2 separate regions of the Arachis hypogaea genome follow, and region 1 is linked to region 2. The links are chromatin contacts, called in public Hi-C maps. All regions are on one chromosome and are shown on one strand. The core of a region is the stretch at or near the end of the contact, and the rest is flanking DNA. Distances in the headings are between cores, read along the strand shown.

Region 1 (5,787 bases), core at 1,886-4,385, 210 kb after region 2:
CATACAAATAAAGCTGTCCCGACTTCCATACAAAATCTCAGCTAAAGCAACGGCTACTTTCTTTTTGCCGTGCCTATCAGGTCCCACAAAATTCATCCATAAATCACCTCGTTGAATTGCTCCACATTGTCTAATCCTTTTTGTTGAACTGCAAACTATTGCTTTGACGATAGCATGTAATGCTTCGTCTTGCCAGGTTACCTCCTTCGATAGAACTTCAAAAAGGCTTTTGGGATTTCTAGCATCAACTTGTCTAACATGGTCGAAACTTAAGCAGGAAGAAGACTGTGACATATGTTTCAAGATATTCCCATCAGCCAAATTGAAGTTGGAAGAAAATTGACTCCCAATTTGCTTTGGAGGACCCATTGAATATTCGTCAATAGGTTTCTTAAATTTATTGCTGGTAGGAGAAGAACATAGTCCTAAACCCAGATCTGTGGTTACAGAATTAACTGAAGTTGGAGACATTTCACTACCATCGCACACACTTGAATTGGAGATGTTGCATGATCTCAGGTCAGCTGAGTCGAGATCTTCCGCTTTTTGGAACATAGGTTTCGAAGTATGCTTCCCCTGCATTTCCTTGAAGGCCAAAGAAAAAGAACTGGTTGGTAGTGATGTAGACAGAATTTGCAAATTGGCTGGAACTTCCGAGTTTAGATCGATGACTTCAACAGGAGAATTGTCTGTAACTTTGCTGTCACGATTTTCAGCATCTTTCTTTTTATCTTTAGTACAAAGAAAACCCATAACATTCGGACAAGAATTTGCTTCGGAAAATCCCTGGCGCAGATGATAGTAAACATTATCCATGTTCTTATGAGTTGGCATGGATTTACCACCATCGAATAAAAGAAAATCATCCTTTTTGGTCTGTACTGAATGGAAAAGAAAATATTTTTTACATAAACAAAATGAGAAAAAATTCATCGATAAAAATCAAATAATTCGTTTAAAAAAAACAATTGCAAATTTTTTTTATTAAGTAACCAAAATCTTTTCCAAAAATCTAATTTGTATATCTTTTAATATTCATTGTTTTAAGATTGGTGAAGATTATACTTAATCAAAATGCTCTTTTATATCGCCAAATTTTTTATCCCTTTTATATAACCAAATTTTTTGCTCATTTTAACTGACATTTATCCGACTGCTATACAGTACTCAGTACGCACCTTAGTATTCAATCCTTTTGCTGCATTGATTTCTGCAATCTGTAGCCATGGCTGATAGTTAGATTGACATGGTTCAACAGCCAAAGAAGAAAATCTTTCCTTTGGAGCAGGCACTTCTTGTTCACACCTTTCGCTGTTTTGACGGTGCCTGAGATTGGGAATACAGCCAGGTAGTGGACTTTTCAAATCGGAAGGGGAAGAGAAAAATCCACCAAATGGTACAAATGAATCCATTAAACTGTCAAACAACAAAATATACATGAGATTAAATGAAAATGAAAATCCATCTATAGAACTAGTTATTACTTATTAGTTTATCATACGAATAAAAATGAATTCACATCTATCCATTTATTATTTAATTGATCATGACAATCTATCTATAAGTCTTCTATAATAATATTCCGCTCATCCTTAAATTCAGAGTTTTTATCAAAAAAGAATTATGGTGGTATGTTTGTATATAGACCCGCTTCATTAAGTTAAAGAACTGAAAAACATTTAATCCAAAATATTAAAAGACTCATCTATGAAAATTCTTAATAAAAAAATTTAAAAAAAAAAAAAAGAAACAACAACCGAAACTACTCGAAGCATGCACATGATGAATAAAAGAATTAATATTTAATCTCCTTTGTTGAAAAGTTCTGACAGTAAACAACTACTTTGGAGAAGTTGAGAGTTACATGAATAAATAGAAGAAGATATTCATTGAGGAAAAAAATCACCTGGACCTTGGTCTCTGGCAAGATTGAAGAGAAGTAATGGGAAGAAGCTGCAAATCCCAATCTTTCTCGACAAAAGGAAACCTTCCAACAAATTTTAAGTAAGACTCATAGCTCCCAGCAAAACCAATCAACCATACCCTCTCACTATGAACCTTCAACAACCGCCCCAGTTCCCCAAGAACACCCTCTTCACCGCCGTTATTCTCCTCCTCCGCCACAAAACCCTTCAAGTCCCCCAAATTCACCACCACTCCTGGCCCCACGCCCTTCTCCGCCACCTCCTCCGCTTCCCTAATCCCGGACACAATCCTCAACCCTACCAGCTCCACCGGCAGCACCCCCTCCCTCCGCTTCTCCACCGCCTCCACGAACTGCCGCATCGCCTCGCCAGCACACGCGCCAAGCAGCACCGGGTTCCTCCCCTTGCTTCTCACCAGAACCTCCCCAATCCTCCTGAAACTCTCCTCCTCCCCTCCGTCTCCGCGGCCGGAAAACGGGAACCCGAAAAACCCTCCCCGGCGGCCTTGTTCCGGCAAGTTACATAGAAAAACCGGCGGCCCACGCGATCTCGAGTAGCGAAAAAGCTGCGGCAAGGGCCTGAGTATCGCGAGCTTAATTTCGGAGCTCCGGAAACCCGCTTCAGCGAAAACCCGACTGACAACCGGGTCATCAAGAATCGATATCACCAAATGCTGCAGCTCAACTTTAACCGACGAAACAGAAAACGGTTGCTGAGTTTGTTGGAGGTTGTTAGAGTGGTTACTTTGGAACAAGAGTTGGTTATGGAACGTGTCAGGGTGTCGGCGCTGATTGGCCTGAGACCGCTTGATGGCTGCCATGAGGGAGTTGGAGACGGGCGGGTCAGTGGATGGGTTGGAGGAAGGGGAGCGGTCGAGGGACACGGAGAGGCAGAGGTCGAGGGCCTTGAACTGAAGGCGCGGCGAGTAGGCGGAGTTGCGGGCGCGGCAGCATGCGTCGCGGAGGAGGGAGGAGGAGGGGAGGGAGAGGAGGGCGGAGATGGCGTGGAGAGAGGTGGTTTGGGCGTGGCCGCGACGGCGGGCAACGGACACCGCCTCGTCGAGGGCGCGGGCAGCCTCTGGTGTTAGGCATTGCCGGGCTGCTGCCACCGGGGTTGGCATCTTGGTAGCCTCAATATCATACAACAAAATCAAAATCAAAAGAATCTTGGACGTGAGTTGTGACTCTCTTGCTTCCTCCTCTCTTTGCGTTTGGAGTGAAGGGAGCGATTTATTTATTTATTTATTCATTTACTAACACACTCAAATTAATCCTTAACAATTTTTAATCCAAATATTTGATTATAATAATTTTTTATTAAATTTAATTTTAATATACAATTAATATAAAGTAATTTTTCATATGCATTCAATTATATTCATTACATTATTTAAAATAATACTTTTTTTATATTGTCATAAAAAATAAATATAATTTTACGATTATATTAGTATAACAAAATTAAATTTTAAAAATATTATTATAAAATAAATTAAACTTTTTAAATACCAGAGGAATCAATTTTTTCGACAAAAATAAATTTAAAAAGACTTAACATAATAAAAATCTGTAATTTGTAATTTATTAAAAATTAAAGTGTATCGTTTAAAATAAAATAACTTAAAAATCAATTCAGATGTTTAGTCTTTAGTAGTACTATTGATCAGAGTGGAAGAGAAAGCGGGTGAAATGGAATAATAATGATGGAAGGGAGGGAGTGTGTGAGACTGTGAGTGGGGTGAAATATTTTTTGCTGAATAAGGAAAAACAACAGTTGGGTCATGGGTGTGTGGGGAGGCTTGGGAAATTTAAGAAAAGGGATTATGTGTTGTGTGTTGGGTGGTGAGAGTGAGTGCCTTCAGCTTGTGCAAGTATACTCATATTTTTTCTCTTTTTTTTTTATTTGTCATGTTTGTTTACTTTTTAAATGTAGAATTTGTTACTAACTTATTTATTTATACAACGTTTGAAAATTTTAATTTATGAGTTAGAGATTATTAATAATATGATTTCAAAATCACATATAATTTTATTTCTTAATTTCTTGTGGTATCAACTATCAAATGAAAATGAGAAATAGAAAAGAAAAAGAATAATAATTAATAAATAAATGTATATAATAATGGTGGAGTGAGAAAAAAGGAAGGGTATGTATGTGGGTGAAAATGGTGGGTCCGAGGCACCCAGGGGCCAGGGTGAGTGTGAGTGAGATTTCACTGAGGAGTCTGTGACTTAGTTATGAGTGAGTCATGACTCATGAGCCATGAGTATTGCGCATAGATTCTTTCCTTTCCTCTCGATCTCTTTCAATGACAACGGTATAACATCGGAAATCCTTATTTATTGTATAGAATAAATACGATTCTTCTCATATTATTTATTTTTATTTTTATCTTCTATATATTTTTAAATAAATTTAATTTTCATGTACTAGTAGACAAGAACAGATCCGTGTATAGTTTGGTGAGGCAGGTATCCTCACTAGAATTTAGATTCTTTTTCGGTAATACATAATAATAATATTGTTTTTTCTATATATTATTAATTTTAACTCCACTATATAAATTATTATAAAATTTATTTTATTATCGTGTTATTCAAGCGATTTTTTATTTAAATTAAATATATATTATTTACGAAAATTCATAAAACACAAAGCATTTACGAATTTACATAACGTATCACATCTAAAATATTGTGACCCAAACGTAATTACGAGTATATTCTAGAGACTGAATATCTGAAACATGATACATTACTTGTTTAACGTATCTTGGATGCATCCAAGATCCGCATCCAAGATCCGAGATACGATACAGATAAAAAAACGTGTATTGAGTACCCAAGATACATGTATAGAGAAAAAATAATCACAGAATCGGGATATATTCATAGTGAGAAATAGGATACCCGAGATGCGTGCATAATAAAAAATAGGGTCACAGTATCTGTGATACGTGTCTCATTAAATAGGTGTCTCTATATTCTAGATAACTAGGAGAAAAACTCTATATAAGAAACTTTCTAGCTCAAAACTCTATATAAGAAACTTTTTAGCCATTACTTACACTACATCCATATCTTTATTCACTGTCTTTATCCTTTTTTCGTAATCATAGATAATAATCCATTCCTCTTTGTTGTAATTTATCCCAATGGAATAATAAAAAATAGTGAGAAATGAATGATTTTTGAGTTTGATTCAACTTTGATGTTGCGCACTTGCCATGTTGATTCTCTACATGCACTAAAGACTGTCATACTAAGCAACATGGGGACATTAGGTTCCAAGGAGGTTGGACGTATTGCATATAGATTTTTACCAGCGCTTCCAAATGGTGGATTTACTAACAAGTTATTATGGCTCGAAGCTGATCAGCATGTAAAGCTAATGTTCGACGTACATGCTAGGATAATGCTGCAACATGTGATGAATGGTATGCTGCGGTTTGTGAAGTGGGTGGTGGTTGTGGGCCATCCTCTTCGAGGCCGAAGTAATTCCGTTGATGCAAGATCAATTCACTTCGCCCAGCCTTGTAATAGTGTCGAAGAGGATGACAGCGAGGGTGATTCGGAATTTCGGATTACGTTACTGAAACCAAGTCGTCCAACGAGAGTGATTCTTCTATGAGTATGTGCCAGAGACTCCCATTGGTGGGGTGCTCAGTTTCTCCTACCTCCTCCTTTGGTCATTCCATAATTATCAGAAGTTCCAAGTCATTATCAGACTTTAAATTTGGACACAATGCAGCTAGATGATCCTTTCAACCCTGATGACAGGGAAGATTACAACACGGATTGTGATGTAGAGTTTCGGGTGGGCCACAGGTTCAGGAATAAGGATGTTGGTCTGATGGAAGTAA
Region 2 (5,369 bases), core at 719-3,218:
AAAAAATGCTCGACTTTTACCAAAACAAACAAATTAAGTATATAGTGATTATTAATTAAATCAAACTATGCAACCATCCAGGCCTTCAGGAAGAAAGTCAATACTACTGCTGCTTGAGAAAGAAGCCATCAAGGCATCACCGCTGCCACCAGTTGGCCCTCCTCCTCCACTCTAGGTGGTTTTCCTTTTTCCAACTCTTCCCTCCGCTCTCTTTTCAAGACTCTGCTTATGTTTCACTTTTATTTTGAGTCTTTTTCTTGGTGTTCGTTCCTCTTCCATTTCATCTCTAGTCAATCCAGATACTTCATTTGTTAGTTTAAATACAAGATGAGACAATGTCTTTGGTGTTTCTTTTGAGCTTTTAGTATTTGACTATGCCATAGTTGGCACTTAAGCTCCTATGTCTTTGTATTTTTGTGCTTTCTGACTTAATGTTGTCTTTATTTGTTGCTTAGCTGAATTAATTGCACCCTTACGAGTAAAAGGTTGCTTATATTGCTTACATTTTATAATCTATTACATGTGCGGCTTTTCTGCATTTTGTGGATATACATGTATTTTCAGTCCTATCTAACATTTCCACCATTTCTCACAACGCCATTCGCCATAATCCTATGGCAGAATTTTTGCTCTCCACCATGAGGCGCCCATTCGCATTCAAAAACTATGTTGTAACGTTGAGGTGCACTATAGAGGGGTAAAGTGCACGTTTTCAACACAAGGAAATTAAATATACATATTACCAGACACTTCTAATTATCTACCATCAATGGTTTTGCATTGTGATAGAGACACACTCGCACCCGAGACGACTCGAGGTGAGGATACCTTGGAGAGTAAGCCTGACATACTTAAATTAGTTTCCTTTCCCAATATTACGCGATGAGGATACCATGGGGATTGGTCTCCTAACCCTCAACAGTTAAAACTTTGGATTCTATTTACCATAAGGATTAGAGGAACCAAATCCAGCATCAGCAAGTGCAAAATTATCAAGCAACACTAAACCACAAACAAAGCAGGTTACTTCCTCTGAAACTTTAACCCATCTTTTCCAAACCACAGGCATTATGATAAAAGAATTCCATTCATCTATTCAACTAAAAGAAAAAAGCACAACATGAAAACGAACATAAAAAGCAAAAAATTAAAATACAATTCTTCAACAAATTTCAAATTGCAAGAAAACCTATCAACCAAAGCAAAAATTGCAAGGGAAAAAAAAAACTTGGAGTAAAAAAGAACTCACTTTTTAGCTACGGTTCTGCATCCCCGATAGAGCTTCTGTTTCGGATCCGAAAGTATGTGAGCGTGACAGTACCTAGTAAGCGCCATAGCCTTAATCTTACATCCACCAAAAGCGCACCGAACGACGTCGTCTCCTCCAACTCCCAAAGCGGCATTATTGTTCCTCTCGTTGCCGCCGTTTGCGTTGTTATTGTTCTCGTCGCCCAAAACGACAGCGTGGTTTACGCCGCTAGTTTCCTTGAAGGGGCTCTTACCGTAGGTCCAATAATACTCCTTATACTTGGACTTGATCTCTTCCATTAGAGCCCAGTAGTGCCCTCTGTAGCACCGTCTGAGTTGCCTCGTTCGGCGGAGCCGACGAGCGGTTACTTCGCGTTTGCTCAGCACGAGCGTTTTGGCGAAAACTGCGTCATTTTCAGCTCCGTCCAGGGTCATAGGAGGAGGTGGAGGTGGCGGTGGCGGTGGAAACTCGTCCATGGGTGGTGGTGGCGGTGGGGCTGTAAGAAAAGTTTGGTGGAGAGAGTGTTTTGCTGTGTGATGGACGGAAAGTATGGTAACAGAAGAGACAGAGAAGGGATTTGATTTAATTTGATTTGGCTTTTAATTATGGGTAACACTACGGTACAGAGCTAATATACAGATATTTTTTTTGGTATACTAATTTTGAGATACGTGTTTCTGCTATTTTTTTATAACAATCAAAGCTGCTAACCCATAATTTGTTGAAAAGTTGGCTTAGCTGGTCAGTTATATAAGAATTTTATATTTTAAATTATGTAACATTCTATCTGTGAGTGTCTTATACTCTTATTATTTTCTTTGAGCGGTTGAATTCAGGATCCAAATATTAAATAAAATATTTATTTTTCTTTAATTATTGTTAAATAAATTATAAAATCTTAAATAGTCATGGTTATATCATATATTATCTAAAATAATAATAATAACAATAAACCATTTTTATGTGATTTTATATTAATATATAATATTATATATTTAACACTTCTTATGAGTGTAAGTTGTTTTCAGTTAAAATTTAATTAATTCTATTTATAAGGTTATTCATATACTCAGTTACTATTAATAAGTAATAATAAAGGATTGTTATTATTTTTAGGTTAGATTGTCATTTTTAGAGTTGTTTACCTTGAGTATATATATATATTTCGATAACAGTTAAAAGAAAAAATTGACTTTTATATACAGCGTGATGTTCTTCAATAAATTCATTTCTATTTGTCTTTAACAAAAGTAATTTGTTTTATAGTTAAAAATATTTGTATATTAAACTATTTTTTTGAATTGAAAATGTATCAAAAATTAAATCTATAGATGTGTAATTTAGGGATAAATTTTTATGTTTTTAAGTTTATAATTTATAGATTTTGGATAAAGTTTAAGGTTTATAATTTTTTTATTTTTATTATACAAATTAGGGTTTTAGTAATAGAAAATGTTTTTACTGTGAAAAAAATAAACACTGTGTATGAAAGATAGATTTATTATACGATGATAATAATAATAATAATAATAATAATAATAATAATAATAATAATAATAATATTATTATTATTATTATTATTATTATTATTATTATTATTATTATTATTATCATTATTGATAATAATTTGACCGAAATTTAATTCTTAGTTATGATAAGATTTCTTTTATAAAATCGTATGGGTGGAAGTTTTCTTCGGTTAGATAATTAATGTAGACCCATAAATATTTTTCTGATAAAAAATATTATTATTATTATTATTATTATTGATCTTGTAAAAAATGTACTTAGTTGGTCCCTTACTCTATTTTCGGTTGTTGGAAACAAGAGACCAATCTAAAGAAAGTGTTTTGTGTATTATTCAGTGTGATCAAAAGTACAATATACAAGGGGTATATATAGGTGTTAGAAGAATCAAAGTAATAAAGGCATAGAATTCTACAATTAATATACAGATATGCTATATAAATATAAACGATACTAACTGATCTAAATTGATTCTAATGATTCTCTAACATCCCCCCTCAAACTCAAGTGGGAGCTAAGGATACCATCTTGAGTTTGGATAACAAAGTCCGAAAACGAGTCGGGTGACAAGCTTTCGTGAAGATATCAGCAATCTGATCCAATGTTCCAACAGCAATGAGACGAACAGCATCAATAAAGATACGTTGTCGAACAAAGTGACAATCAATCTCAATGTGTTTGGTGCGTTCATGAAACACATCATTATGGGCAATCTGAATAGCACTGCGGTTGTCACAAAAAACCTCAGTAGGGGACGACTGAGAAGCACCCAAATCTTCGAGAAGCCAACGAATTGAGATAACCTCAGCAGTGGTGTCAGCGAGAGCACGATACTCAGCTTCTGTGCTTGAGCGAGCAGTGAACGTTTGCTTCTTAGCACGCCAAGAAATGAGAGCGTCGCCAAGAAACAAACAGTAACCAGTAGTGGAACGACAATCAGTAGGATCACCAGCCCAATTAGCATCGGAGTACGCCTGAAGGGACAAAGAGGAATGGGCATAAAAATAAAGGCCATGAAATAGAGTGTCTTTGATGTAGCGAAGAATGCGAAGAACTGCCGCATAGTGAGTAGTACGAGGAGCTGACAAGAACTGGCTAAGTACATGAACTGGATAGGCGATGTCTAGTCGGGTGACAGTCAAGTAGATGAGACCTCCAACTAACTGTCGATAGAGAGTCAAATTTTCCAAAACAGTGCCATCCACAGGGGTAAATCGAACATTAGGCTCAAGAGGAGTAGACTCAGTGCAACTATCTGTAATCCCAGCGCGAGTGATAAACCACTATTTTATGGTTTATATTGTGTTTAAAGGTGTGGTTTTATCATGATCTTTGCCCACTTATTCATTAAATAAGCATGCATTTATATTTCCTTCCTAAAGTTATTGCATGATTGAAAACTTGCTTCCTAGAGACTTTTAATTATGTATTTTATTTCCCCTTTATTCCATTCGATGCCGTGATCTGTGTGTTAAGTGTTTCAAGCTTTATAGGGCATGAATGAGTTGGAGATTAGGAAGGAAGCTTGCAAAAATGGAAGGAACACAAGAAATTGAGGAGATGACCAGCGAGAAACGACGCGACCGCGCGGAGAAGAGCAAATCGCAGTGACGCGGCCGCATGGATGACGCGACCGCGCGGCATGGAATAGCACGAGTGACGCGGCCGCATGGATGACGCGACCGCGTGGCAAAGCAGAACGCCGAATGACGCGTCCGCATGAGCGACGCGATCGCGTGACATGCGCGATCTGCATAATCTGCAGAATTGCTGGGGGCGATTTTGGGCCCCATTTTGACCCAGTTTTCGGCCCAGAAAAGCAGACTAGAGCCAGAGAACATGTAGAAACCAAAGAGAACATTCATTCCGCATAGTTTTAGTTTTTAGATCTAGTTCTACTCCTCCTCTAGGTTTTCTCTCTACACATTCATAGTTTTTAGGATTAGTTATTTTTCGTTATCTTTGCATTGGGATATTGAGAAGAGTTATTGCCTCGTCAAGACTTTGACATTCTAGTTCGTTCTCTTTCACTTGTCTTTTACTCTTCCATGTTCCTTAATTTACTTAATTTTGCTATTGGATTATTTTAGCATTTATTAATACAAGAATCACTTTTATTTTAAATTAATCTTTTGAGCATTATTTATCATGTCTTTCTTTAATTCCCTTTCTTACGTTATGAATTTTACATTTACAATGAGCGAGTAGTCCCCTAACTTGATGGGGAGTCGATGAAAGGAGTCCTTGAGTTGGAATGCTCAAGAGAAAGATTGTAATTGGGTTTATTGTTGGATTGCTCTCTAGTCACTAACACCAATCCTCCCAAGAGTGGATTGGAACCTATGAATAGAACAGCATTCCAACTTGTTTGACTTTCCCTTACTTAGTAAGGGACAACTAAACACAATAAATCTCAATTGTCAATTAATCTTGAGAGTACTGCAACAAGAATAGGGCTTCCATCTAATCAACTCCCAGTCAAGGCTTTTATTTATATTTATATACATTCTCCAATTTAATTTTCTATCATTCAACTCAAACCTTTTTGAAAACCTTCTGATTAATAAAATAGCACACTTTCCTATAACTCGTC

What was found. A called contact is a pair of places that touch in the nucleus more often than the background predicts.
Region 1: a contact with region 2 is called in a Hi-C map of leaf, with 2.1 times the contacts expected there. The contact joins the promoter of LOC112783300 here to the promoter of LOC112784063 in region 2. A contact is called at or near these places in 2 of 8 Hi-C or Micro-C datasets (leaf and an unstated tissue).

Annotation. Positions count from the first base shown.
Region 1 is chr20:32,646,796-32,652,582 of arahy.Tifrunner.gnm2.J5K5, forward strand. It overlaps LOC112783300 (protein SMAX1-LIKE 8), which reads right to left and starts at 3,136. Exons shown (of 3, transcript XM_025826196.3): 1 at 1,907-3,136; 2 at 1,179-1,416; 3 at 1-786. The coding sequence starts at 3,045.
Region 2 is chr20:32,433,446-32,438,814 of arahy.Tifrunner.gnm2.J5K5, forward strand. LOC112784063 reads right to left here and starts at 1,969. Exons shown (of 2, transcript XM_025827170.3): 1 at 1,250-1,969. The coding sequence starts at 1,725.